Regions from separate parts of the Danio rerio genome. Here regions 1 and 3 are each linked to region 2. Evidence: chromatin contacts called from public Hi-C and HiChIP or PLAC-seq data. All regions are on one chromosome and are shown on one strand. The core of a region is the stretch at or near the end of the contact, and the rest is flanking DNA. Distances in the headings are between cores, read along the strand shown. Region 1 holds the start of fkbp8 (FKBP prolyl isomerase 8). Region 2 holds the start of oaz1a (ornithine decarboxylase antizyme 1a). Region 3 holds the start of nfil3-4 (nuclear factor, interleukin 3 regulated, member 4).

Evidence for each region. Hi-C and Micro-C count contacts between places; a contact is called where the count stands out from the background. HiChIP or PLAC-seq counts read pairs in DNA pulled down with a chosen protein or histone mark.
Region 1: a contact with region 2 is called in a Hi-C map of an unstated tissue, with 2.9 times the contacts expected there. The contact joins the promoter of fkbp8 here to the promoter of oaz1a in region 2. A contact is called at or near these places in 2 of 18 Hi-C or Micro-C datasets (caudal fin and an unstated tissue).
Region 3: an H3K4me3 HiChIP or PLAC-seq map of embryo shows a contact between it and region 2, with 3 times the contacts expected there. The contact joins the promoter of nfil3-4 here to the promoter of oaz1a in region 2. A contact is called at or near these places in 3 of 4 datasets of contacts at active chromatin or transcription factors (caudal fin, embryo and gastrula embryo).

What each region holds. Positions count from the first base shown.
Region 1 is chr22:20,761,205-20,765,674 of GRCz12tu, forward strand. It overlaps fkbp8 (FKBP prolyl isomerase 8), which reads right to left and starts at 1,969. Exons shown (of 9, transcript NM_200884.1): 1 at 1,899-1,969. The region is part of intron 1 of LOC141380320 (a long non-coding RNA gene); the gene reads left to right.
Region 2 is chr22:20,560,341-20,565,176 of GRCz12tu, forward strand. oaz1a (ornithine decarboxylase antizyme 1a) reads right to left here and starts at 1,527. Exons shown (of 5, transcript NM_194264.2): 1 at 1,329-1,527. The coding sequence starts at 1,447.
Region 3 is chr22:20,402,377-20,406,607 of GRCz12tu, forward strand. It overlaps nfil3-4 (nuclear factor, interleukin 3 regulated, member 4), which reads left to right and starts at 2,824. Exons shown (of 1, transcript NM_001197066.1): 1 at 2,824-3,609. The coding sequence starts at 2,824. The coding sequence ends at 3,609.

The sequences.
Region 1 (4,470 bases), core at 719-3,218, 200 kb after region 2:
GGTTCAGACTTTTTTTTATTAAGGAAAAAAAGATAATATAAAATACAACATAGAAAAGGTGATACCATTAAATCAATTGTTATATTTACTGAAACATAAATAGGGCAGCGTGGGGCACAAAGTAACATGGGGTTAAATTTAACACAAAGTTTTAAGGTATTTGCTCAGGGTTGACCATGGCATGCTTCCAAGGTTTTCACCACAGTGCCGGCAGACGTCTTCCTGCCAATTATTGAAAAAGTTCGGCGAAATTTGGATGAGAAACACAGGAGAAACCACTTTTGTAGCATAAAAGCATTTTTTATTATAGTCGAAATATATATATATATATATATATATATATATATATATATATATATATATATATATATATATATATATATATATATTTTTTTTTTTTTTTTTTTTTTTTTTTTTTTAATCTGTGAAAGTATGTATGCAAAATCTTATATTGTTGTGATTACAGTCTTCTAGGCTAAAAGATGAAACAATTTTAAAAGATGTAATAAACACACAGTGACTTCTAGCCAGTTTTGAGGAAAACACGACACAGTGGGGTTAGTTGAAACAGGGTGTTACAATTAAGCCACACACTGTTGGGTACCAATTAAACTAACAAAATAATTGTTGAATTTTGAATGAAATGTTAAGAACTTTTTAAATAAAAATGTTTTTTAATTGAAAAATGTTAATGTATAAATTAATAATAATGCAAATAAATCCAAATGTGTTTATCCAATAAATAAATTAACATACTGTGCTATGTAGAATAAAAAAGAGTCAATTACTGAGGAAATAAAGCTACTATTTAAAGTAAACTGAATTTAAATTAATTGTGTGAAATCTGCCTTTATAAGCATGTGTTACAATTAACCCCCTGTCTGTTACAACTTGCCCCACAGGTTGGATAAATGGTAACATTTTTACTCCTGGCACTTTGGCAATACTGCACAGAAACCATGGGTCATAATTTCAGTGCTCATTTGTAGGAGAGGCATGTGTGTTATTAGTAAAAAAATATAAAAAAGGTTTGTCTAACCCTATTACTTTATTACTTGACCAAAACAAAAAATAGTTACTAAATTGTGACTATTAGATTTAACTTATATATACTATTTAAAGTTTTAGTTCTTTTAATACTGAATTATACCCTATTCAAATGTTATGTTATTCCTGACAAACTCCAAATACTCATTATATTACCATGGTAAACGCGTAAAAACATGCTATTACTATGAGTGATTTTGCTTAATAAATAAACCCCAGCTATCGTATAATTAGAAACTTTTTTATTGACAAAACAATCGTTCAATTGAGGTAAAGTTGGTTTTAATTTTACACCATTGGACTTTCTCCTTAATAATATGATTTCAAAACTCTAAATAGTGAAATCATATTAGCAGTCAACGACTATTAAAGTATAACATTGTTCACAGGCGATTAAACAGTTTTGTAGTCAAACTTGCATGTGATTTCAGACTAAATACTCAAAGTACCATGGTAAACAATACAGGCAGAATGTCACAAGTTGCCACTGAAAGAATCTACAAATATAAAACCAACTTTACCTCAATAACCGATAAAATCTTCGTTAAAGTGAAATGACACATCGTCCACGCGTGAATATTCTGTTGTAATTCAGTGCTACGTCTTCAATGTGCATTATAATGTTCATCTTATATGCCTTCAAAAGGTTTGTATTTCATTACGAACGCGGGCGAATGCTTACTGTAAATCTCTTATTATTATTTGCAGAGATGTCAGTGTTTCCAGAACGTTCCAACAACTTTGAGACGGAGCGCGCGCACGGCTGAGTGCAGCGTGATGACACAACTCTCTTATAAATGTTTCTGTGCAATAAAACGTGTGAAAAGTGCTGTAAAAGAGCAAAAGCTTACCGCAGTGAGAAGAAAATACACCTCAGAGCAGCGCAGCAACAACTTTCACAACAACACAAGATCAATCTCTGCAACTTCCGGGTAAAGGTCAATGGTCATCGCAGACAACTACAAAATAAAAGTCAGAGTCAAGGTCGCTGCAATGACTGAGGGGACTTTTATATTCCATAATATAAATGCACATTCAACAGTTTAATTGATTTTATTTTTTTTCTTCCAAAATTAAAAATGTGTATGACAGTAATTTCTGTTTAATATTTTAATATATCAATTAAATTCACATTTCTATCAATATTAAAACAATTTATATTAACAATATATGATTACATATGATAAAAATATGAAATTAATAATATAAATAAATATTTTTATATATCCGTATAAACATAGTTTATATTTAATATTTATTTGATTTGTTTGAACCTATTTACATAGAACAAATTTAATGACATAATTGTTTTCTACATTCAATTATATATTAAATAATAAATATTGAAACTGAATTAAATGTATATCAATGTAATAAAATAAATATAAAATTTTTTAAGTAGGGCTATATAACATTATACTTTTGTAATAAACTATATACTTTTGTTTCTGATGTTTTAACAATTACATGTATTCTTAAAGAATTTAAAACAATTACTGATGATATTTAAGATTTCATATCACCTACATATTTATTAAATTTAATTTCATTATTATTTAGTAATTTTACCACTGTACATGAAATATTTTCTAGTTGTTTTTAATATACTAATCTAATATTAATATTAATTAATATATCAATTTATGTTTTTTTTTACCAAATCACTTATGAATGATTTAATATTTAATATATATATATATATATATATATATATATATATATATATATATATATATATATATATATATATATATATATATATATATATATATATATATATATAAAAAACTGAAACGCACAAAAATATCAAATTACATTTATTATTGATGCATTTCTTTTTGATAAGCAAATTTTCTTTTCTTTTTTTCTCAGTCTAAAGAAACTTTACAATATAAAGAAACATACAAAGGACATATTTACCTACAACAAGACACCTAAGGCCCTAAAAACACAGATCCGAGCTATACCCTACAATGAAATACAAAGCAAACCCAATGGGACAGAGACTGCTTCATATTGAATACTGTCAGGTCGCAAGAAAGGACGATGAAAAGTACAGGGGAAACTCTTGTCATTCGCCTTCCTGCTCCAAAATACACGTTTGCCGCTCAAACCTCTTTCTAATGTTACAAGGTTATATACACATCACAACAGAAGTGCAGAGATGGTCAACAGAACAAAACATTTCAGCCTTAATCTGAGGTAAAACTTATCCAATTTGACGGTTAAATTGCTGTAAGGTTGTGTTTTCTGTCTCGAATGTTTCTATATAAACTCGCAATATGATTTCCGTTCAGCTTAAGGCAAGACACTGCAGGTGAAAGAGGTAAACAATAGTCGAATACTTATCGCCATGTTAATAGATTAGGCTACATTAAGAACTGCATATTGAAATGTATTTATTTGATATGAAAGTTATAATGTATTAGCTTACACTTTCTTAAACGTTTAAATATGCAAGTTAGGAATATTTTTGTTTTAAATGTCATATTTTACACACAATGGCGCATAAACATACTAGAACTTCTATGTTAAGCTGCTTTGACACAATCTACATTGTAAAAGCGCTTAGAAATAAACATGAACTGAATTAAAAATTTGTACATTGGATGAAATTAGTTAATTTTTTGACATTAGAGCAGGGGTGCCCGATCCTGTTTCCGGAGATCTACCACCCTGCAGAGTTTCAGCTCAAACCTTCATCAACCTGTCTTTAATTACCAAGTGCTCCTCCAGATTCTACTTTGTTGGTTTAGTGGTTTTTGAACAGGGTTGGAGCTGAACTCTGCAGGAAAGTAGATCTCCAGGAACCCCTGTATAAGTGTAAGGTTTTTACAGAGGGCATTTTAGAAATGTTTTATTTGGCTACTCACCAGAAAATACTGCAAGCAGTAAGAAAAAGTCTCATTATTTTGTAGAATAATAAATAGTATAGCTAGGCTACTTGTGTATCGCTCTAAATATCGTTAACAGGTATAAAAGGGTGTATTTTGGTGTATGTAAAGCTGCTAAAATGGAGATTTTTGAACAATTTTAAGAAAACTGTATTGTTAAAACTTGTATTGTTATTAAAATCTACACACTGCAAAAATGCTTTTCTTACCTACATTTTTTTGTTTGGCTTCTAGTTCAAATATCTAAAAATTCTTAAATCAATAAGCGTTTTCCAGACAAGCAAAACATATAGTCTTGTTTTAAGAAATAATCTAGCAAAATTAAGTGAGTTTTCCCTAAAACAATCAAAATCTTTCAATGGGGTAAAGCAAAATAATCTTGTTTTTTCTTTTGACAAAATATTCTTACCCCATTGGCAGATTATTTGGGCCATTTTAAGGAAAAACTCACTTTGTTTTGGCATATTATTTCTTAAAACAAAACTATATGTTTTGCTCATCTAGAAAATGCTTCTAGATTTAAGAATTT
Region 2 (4,836 bases), core at 277-2,776:
GATGCTGGTGTGGGAGGGGAAATGTGGGCTAGTTACACAACAGCCTCTAGCAGGTGAAGGAATGAACACAGACATCATCTGAACACGATGAGTAAAAGGGAATACCGCATCAACAGGAAACCTTTGATCAAAGCTTAGATGGGGGACACACACAAATACAGGAAGCTAAAGCATCCATCATTTATATTTAAGCCTGGATTTGTGACGCATCACAGCATTGAGGATATAAATGAAAATGTGGGGGCAGCTTCTAACCAAAAAGGAGACATGAGGTAACCTGTGTTGCAAAGAAATCCCATATCCCCCAAATTCAAGTTAAAACATGCTAACAGCTAACGTTAAATCAGAATGTAGATGAAGTAACCCACATTTCCCCTTCATTTCCCCCCCTGCTGCTCACACAAACAAAAATCTGGAATATGATTTGGGTAACAAAAGTTTGATGAATTAATTCCATAATACATTGTAAATAAGCTTGATCAAAATATGCATGTCAATAATAAAATTATTAGCTTAAAATCATAATGGTACTCGGCAGTGATGCATGAGAAAGAAGAACAAACAAGGGGGGATGGGCGAGGCGACGTTTAGCGATAAGCACATTACAATTTGTTTAAAACCCTTTAAACCAACCATTTTATATAGACTGTCTAGTTTAAATGCCTGCTAATTGTTTTTACTCGATATATTAGTTGATAAAACTACTATTTTAGCAATAATACAACGACAAAAATGTCTGACTTTGTTTTTACCAGTTAAGTTAGCATTTTTATGTTAGCCACCTCGCAGACACCTTCCCGTCAATCACTTGTTGAGCTGTGCGACACCTGAATAAACGCGGTATATTCGTGTACATCTATCAAATATTACTATATAATACATATTAACGTGTTATAAGGCAACATCGTGATGTTGTGATCTCAGGCCAAACTGAGACAGCATCTAACGTTATATCAAAATCCATTTAAACAAACGTTGGCGATAATGACAGTTTGAAATTCAGATTTGAACGTTTCTCGAATGTTCTGCGAAAGAACCCGAATCGGTTACCTGGCAACGTACCTGTCAATCATTCAAATCCGTGACTGATAGACGAAACACGAGCCCACCTGAACTGACAGAAGCTTTTACGCGTGATATTGTACAGTTTGTCTTCAAATTACGTCGTTAAGCTAGTTTTGGCAGATGTACACTTAAAACTCATTCTGCTGGCAAAATCCTTATACATCAAATACATTACATTCCGTTTCGTCATACACTTTATAGTTGGCTAGGCTACGCTGCTAAAACAAGGCCGCAAACTAGCTAGCATAAAAGTCCCACATTACCTTTCACTCTCGGGTTTATTACGGGTCAGTTCGATCACTGGCATCTTGGGTATATTACTCTCTTTTTCTCTGACAAAACAGTGGCTATTCAGTATCGTCTGAAGGTTGGATTTAACCATCCGGCCAACGTCAAGGCCCAAATCTTCTCCGTCCGTGCTCCAACCGAATGTGTTAATGGCTGTAGGCCCGCAGTAGTTATACTTGGAACGCGCATGGGCGTGGCTTTAGCTTTACGTCATGCGCTTTAACAAACAAATAAGTTTGAGTGGAAATAAACAAATGGGAATAGAATATACTTTACAGACATCGTGATAATACGCATAATGTTTGATTTCTGATTTATTTAAAAATATGTGTTATATAGAAAAACTGAAATATAATTTATATCTGAGTTACATAATCTGTCAATAATTAGCACACTGTCAATAATTAAAGAACACTTTTTATTGCTACGACATAAGCAGTACGAGATGTACTATATCTAAGATCATAAGGCACATATTTCACCTCAGAAATCGTAATCGTAATAATACACTTAATAATATAAATAAACACTTGAAAATATCAATGAAATGTTTCTATGTGTAAATAAATATAGGGTAAATCAAATTACTGTTCTGTTCAACATTGCAAATAGACCATGTAAACTCACAAGTGCTTGATGTTTTATAATGAAGTCTCAGCTGTTGCTGTCCATCAAGGCTCTAAAGAACTTGAGACCCTAGTTTTTACTCGACCACTCCGGCTCTGCCTGGTAAGAACTGCACTTTCAACTACAAACTACCACTAACGCTGTTGTTATCTTTGTTTCTTTGTACTCTAAATTATGTGTACTGTTTATTATATTAATACTCAGTTGTTGGCTCTCGTGATTTTGATGTTTTTGCAGCTGTAACAGATATTTTTTAGGCTCTTTGTTAGATTCTGTTATATTATTATAGTAGTTTAAATACTTTCATTGTACATATTTAAGCGTAGCATACAAAACTGGATGGAAGTTAAGTAAAAATTTTGAAATTTGTCCACAGGAACCTCCTAAAAGGATCATCAGAGAAAGTATGTATCCCATGAGCTGTGATAAATAACACTAAAAACAGTTTATATGACCTATAGCTGAAATTGCATGTTAATTGTGTAATGCAAATTAACATAGTTGTAAATCTTTCAAAATCTGCAGTATTGGATTGAAATACCAGATTTTCATTTTGTTATCAACTGTATATTTGCCATTATACAGTGCTCAGCATAATTGAGCACACCCCATTCTGAAAATAAATATTCATATCAATTTCTCAGCGCTAGGCAATGCATTTTGGTGCATTTAAACAAAACAGATTTTATTAAACATATATACTTATTAAATATTATTTTAGTCACAGAACATCTTTAAAAATTGAAAGATAAAACAATTATCAAAAAAAAAATATATACACACACACACACACACACACACACACACACACACACACACACACACACACACACACACACACACACACACATATATATATATATATATATATATATATATATATATATATATATATATATATATACATATATATGTGTGTGTGTGTGTGTGTGTGTGTGTATATATTTTTTTAATAATTGTTTTATCTTTCAATTTATATTAAATATATATATATATTAAATATATATAACCTACAAAAATGTACCTAAATTATTTCGTTTTTTTTTTTTTTTTTTTTTTTTGCTTCTCTGGATTTTTCCACTTTTTAAAATTTGCAAAGAATATTTTTCTATAACATATAAATTAAGGTGTACTAGTTTTTGGACAGTTGTCGCTTTGATTTAGCTCGAGATTTGATAATATTGTATAGCTTTCTATTAAAAATATGAATTTAAAAGATAGAATTGTGAGGTGTGTACTTATATATGCTGAGCACTGTACAAGTTCTTATAAAAACACACATACATGGTTAGCTCATGCAAAAAATCAAAGTGCTGTTAATTGAATCACCTTCAGACTATCAAAGATGATATTTTAGTGCAATGTTAAAGACATTTTTTAATGCTAAAATGATGATTGTTGATGTTGATGATTCATGACATGCAAATCAATCCTCAAATCAAAACAACACAAGTGTAAAAACTATATTAATGATAGTCTGTGGTCTTATAAAGAAATCATTGACTCGTGTTTTTTTTTTTTTTTGGTATTGATGTTGCTAGCCATTGACCATAGATATATACAGTAGATATCACATACGAACCCTAAGCACGTGTCAAAACCGCTGCCACATTTATACAGTGCTCCCAGGATAAATGTCATTCAACCGCACTAGTCAAGACTAAATCCAATGTGAAGATGCTGGACCTATGCACTGCATACAGGTTTAGTAATAAGCAAATAAAGAAAACAAAGTATTAAAGCAGAGCATGTAAGATTTCGTTTGTTATGATTCTGTATGTTACAAAATTTTGTGCTCAACAGGTATTGATGATAATACAGTCACTTACTGCACTGACCATAAGGCAAAGTAGCACCAACTTCCACTAAATTCTAAGCCTATGCTAGTTTTGTTAAATAAAATCAGCAAACAATAAATACGAAATATGACAAGACATGGCAGTACCAGAAACTTGTATTATTGTTGGCTAACTGAAGTAGCTAAGTGAATGATAACATAAAAGTGCCTGCACCTCAATGTGTGTAGAGTCCATCACAAATTATTGAATATTACAAATGTTATATACGATTTAGATCAGAAAGGTGGATTTGCACACAGAGACGCAGGGATATCGATGGTTTAAACAAATCGTTCATAACGGAGATTCATTCACAAATGAATCGCTTCATCCATTACAATGAGAAGTGAAAGCAGGATAGGGGGTGTGTTTCAGGACACAGATTAGATCAAATTTAACAGGGAGGATGGATAATGCATTTCCATGCACACAAACACATACCCTTGGCAATGCCCGTGCGGTCACTTATTCATCAATGTGGAAAAGTTATGTAAAATTATAATTTTCATAATTGAAAAAAATATTTGCACACTGACCACCGGGAAAACTCACGATAATGGATATATGTATATTTCTATGGCTTTGGATGGCCAGTCCTCCACTGCACCTTGGTCCCACATTCATTTCAAAGGAGTGCTGCCCTGTACTAAAATGGCATTTCTATTGATGCATTTCTTCTTATAGACACTAATGACGTAGGCGACATCTAATTTAAATATCTATGGCCATTGACTGGCATTCTATAAATCGCTAAGTGTTAAGGCTGATTTATACTTAATGCTCTGTGATTGGTCGGCTTGGTAGCAATGACAAGTGTCGGTGGGACCGAGAGCCGCACAAGCCCAATAGAGCGATTGTTTACAAGTCTGGAGTCAAGTGAAGTGAAAAAAAAAAAGACCAGCGAAGAAACCAGAGGAACATAAACACCTACTGCCAGCTAGCGTTTCGGAAGTGCTATTGCAGAGCAACAGAAACAGCGAGCAGAAGTATGAATTCACAGCTACGCGCGTTGCATGCT
Region 3 (4,231 bases), core at 1,574-4,073, 160 kb before region 2:
CACTTACCTGTAGGTTTCAAACAAGCCTAAAGGACTTAATTAGTAAGATCAGGTGTGTCTAATTAGAGTTGGAACTAAACTGTGCAGGGCTGCGGCCCTCCAGGAATTGAGTTTGACATCCCTGGTATAGTGTATAGACCGTCATATTGGGGGGATATAAACACAGCCACACACCCTTGCTCTATTTTGGGATGTAGGGCTTATTGGGCTCAACACAAGAGCCTTCATTGTCAACAGAGATTTTACATTTAGTGGCCATTTGCGCTGAACACGTCGTGAATGAAACGTATCGTTTAAAACCTATCAAGATCCAGGCCATTAAAAACAGCTGATCCACCGAATCTTTCATCACTCTCTCCGAAAACAATCGGATGATCTCGGCTGACGGATCAACATTCACCACATGATTGCTCTCATCAGCGCCATTGTTTGTAACTTTAGGTGGGTTTGCAAACCTGTGTACTTTTCATTGCTTCTTCCTTAAACTTCAGCTGTTTGCCTTTCCTGCGATCACAGAAGCTCCCTGTCATCTCAAGTAGGTGCAGCTGGAAAGTGTGAGCCCATTGGAATAAAAAAAAGAGTTATAATAAAATTAGTATTCAATAAGTTCCTCATAAGTCTATGTGAAAAATAGTTTGATTTGCTTTGATAAAAACTGGTAAAAAAGCACTGGTATTTTCTTTTAGAAAACTAGTTTATCATCAAGTTCTACATCACAGTACAGCTGAATTTGTTTGCACAAACACGCATGCTAACAATGGTCAGAGTAGCACCACATTGTAGGCTTGGTCTCATAGCTGTGGTTTGAGCGAACGTCCACAATTCACCGCCTCCCCACCAAGACCACGCCCTTCTTCTGCTACATTCAACAAACACACAAGGTTTCATTGATGCATAGCGTGGCCTAAGTCTTTTGTTTTAACTTTGTAGTAAATGCACATGCACCTTGCTGTCACACTCTGAGCCCAGATTCCCAGCTCATAAAAAGGCAGAAAAGATAAAAGAAATGGACGAACAGGATGTGGTTAGCCTACATCAAAACTCACTCACTCTGTTAACTTGGAGAAAGGTTCTGATGAAAGAAAAAAGAAACCACAGTGAGGGAGGGGTTTGCTGAACGAATCGCGCACAGCGCAAGACCTCAAGGTCTGCCCAAACCGTGATGCTACTGTGGAGATTTTGAGCATGCATTTAAAATTATTTATTTTGCTACACTTGTAAATAGGTCTCAATTTTGCATAACCTATAGAAAAGGTGTAGTTAGATAAACTATTATAGAAAACTGGAACTAAAATGATTGTTACTTAAACGAATAGTTCACCCAGAAATAAAAACAAATCTGTCATAATTTTTTCAGTGTCCACTTTATCCAAACCTTTACGAGTTTCATCTTTCTGCTGAACACAAAAAAAAAGGTTTTTTTAAAGAATGAATAAAAAAATAAAACAAAAACTTAAAACTAAAATAACTGACAAATAGCAAGAAATCAAATTAAATAAATAAATCAAATAAAATCAAAATCAAAATCAAATTGAATAAATATATATATATATATATATATATATATATATATATATATATATATATATATATATATATATATATATATATATATCAGGGTTCTTTTTTCACTGGCCCCACCAAAAAAAAAAAAAAGAAGTTAATAGCTATTTGACTGTGCGTGTGTGTGTGTGTGTGTGTGTGTGTGTGTATGTATATATATATATATATATGTATATATATATATATATATATATATATATATATATATATATATATATATATATATATATATATATATATTGATGGCCCCACAAATCACAATAATATCGGGTTTGCAAAATGACACTTGCATTGACATTGTGTTACTTAATTCATGACTGAAGTCTTGACAAGTGTCCAATTGCTACATAATGATGTAGTTCAGTAGGTTTATGCTGTTAAGAAAATTAATACAGGAGATTCACACAACTAAGTGGAAGGAAATTATGTTTCTAACCTTTCATCCGGAAAGGAAGCTAAGATTAACAAGTGTCAGAACAGAGACCAAATACAATGTGTCAATGACATCAGACGGGAAGTAGGTCCTTACAGTTGGCAGCATAGTGTTTGGTAGCATTAGATCTCTCGGTCTCTCACAGACAATCATTCCTCCATTGGTAACCCACTAAAAGATGGCACGTTAGACAGTGTGGGGGTTCCTGGAACCCCAAGTGGGATGATTTGGTTTTCCACCGTGTCTGAATCACCCCAGTGGTCACACTTATGTCAAATTTTGCACACGCCTCCAACTTTGACAACACTCCATTGTCACTTCATCATCAGGCTGTTGCTGTTAACCTAGCTCGAGCATTTTAAGCATATGCCAATACTAAAACACAGAGAAATTTAATTGCGACAATTGTAAAGACTTTAATGTAACAAGAGTGCGGCTACTCAACTAACTAGCACTACACAACAACAGTCACCACAAGGGGATTTTTCGTTGCTGTTGTTTTGTTACCTCATGTATTCATCTAATGACAGGAACATTTCAGAATTGTGTTCATACAAGAACACCTGTGACCAAATTGGTCTCTAGTAAGCTGGGTAAAGTTCAAGCAGTTTAACACTCATAACTTCATGCTGATTGTATTGATTACAGCTCAGCCAGCAAGACCACCTGCAAAAGAAATAACTGTGCTTTTTTGTTATAGGTTAATCACCTGCTGATGGTATGACTGGGAAGTGCGACTGATATCTGACTAACTTCACGTGTCCCACACAGAAAGAGAGCAGGTGCATCTTGAGTGAAACCAATCAGAAAAGCTCTACCTGTTGAAAATGGAGTCTGCTTTCTCACAAATGAGGTGGGACCATGAGGGAGAGTCTGAAGAAATGTCTCTGCGTGCTTTGGGATTGCGCCGCAAACGGGAATTCATTCCCGAGGACAAGAAAGATGCCATGTACTGGGAGAAACGCCGCAAGAACAATGAAGCGGCAAAGCGCTCGAGGGAGAAACGAAGGGTCAGTGACTACATGTTAGAGACTCGATTGGTTTCTCTGAGTGAGGAAAATGCTCGTCTACGAGCCGAGCTGTTGGCACTGAGGCTTCGGTGTGGAATGCTCAACCCTGGAACCCCCTACTCTTCATCTCAAAGCGCTCTATCTCAGCTTCACGCCTTGGCGCCACAACCTCTGGTTTCCTACCCAGATAAAGACCTCTCTTGGGGTAGAAGACAAGACAGAGAGACTTCCAATCTGTCAGGGATCCAAAAGTCACCCATCTGTCTAGGTACTCATCCAGGATCAGCATTCCTGCCCACACACCCAATGGCCATAAGAAGAAATCACCCCTATTTACTAGAATTCCCAAGTGTCCATTCTCCTACAGCCACACCTTTACTCTTTCCTCCGCAACTCAGCCCACCAACCACCACATGGGCAGGACGACCCTTGCTTCAGCCTGGGAATCACAGGATCTTGTCAGATGAGGAGGGTGAGCAGCAGGTACCAGCAGATTCCAGTTCTGCACTGCCCCACAAACTGAGACTGAAGACGCAAACCTCACAGTTCAAGGACAATGGAGCCAAATCGGCATCTCCCATCCCAGTGTACTTGTCAGATTGAAAACAAACCCTAGGCCAAAACAACTCAGCAGTTGTGAGTCATAAGTATGATGAACTTTGGCTATTTTCCAGGAAGTTTGTTGTAAATAGTCTCGATAAAAAAAAAGAAAGAAAAAATGTTCCAAAGGTCAAAGTTTCTAAAACAGATTTGAAGAGTCATATTTCCATTATTGTTGAGGAAAGAGGCAGACTTTTAATGATATAATGGCACCTATGCATTTCTGAGTACTTGAAATTTGCCATTTGTTTTTGTACCTTTTAAGAAGACATGAATAGACTACAAGAAGAATAGCATAAGATATTAAGACTTATCCCATTTAGGACTCATCAGCCCTCAACTGAGCATGTGCAACATCCAATGCACTATAATTTGAACTCTTTTAACATGCATTTTAATGTTTTCTTTAACATCTTTTCATGCATTTCGCAAAATAAAACATGAATATAAAGATTCTAAATGGTCTAAAAATTATGTTAACCAGCAAATCAGATACATGCAAAAGAGACCAAAATGATATCTTAAGGAAACTGACCATGTCTCAGAGTTAAAAAGGTGGTGTTGCAGTACTGACAATACTTATTGTTTGTTTAGGTCACTTCCATTATGTGAATCACAGGTGTTT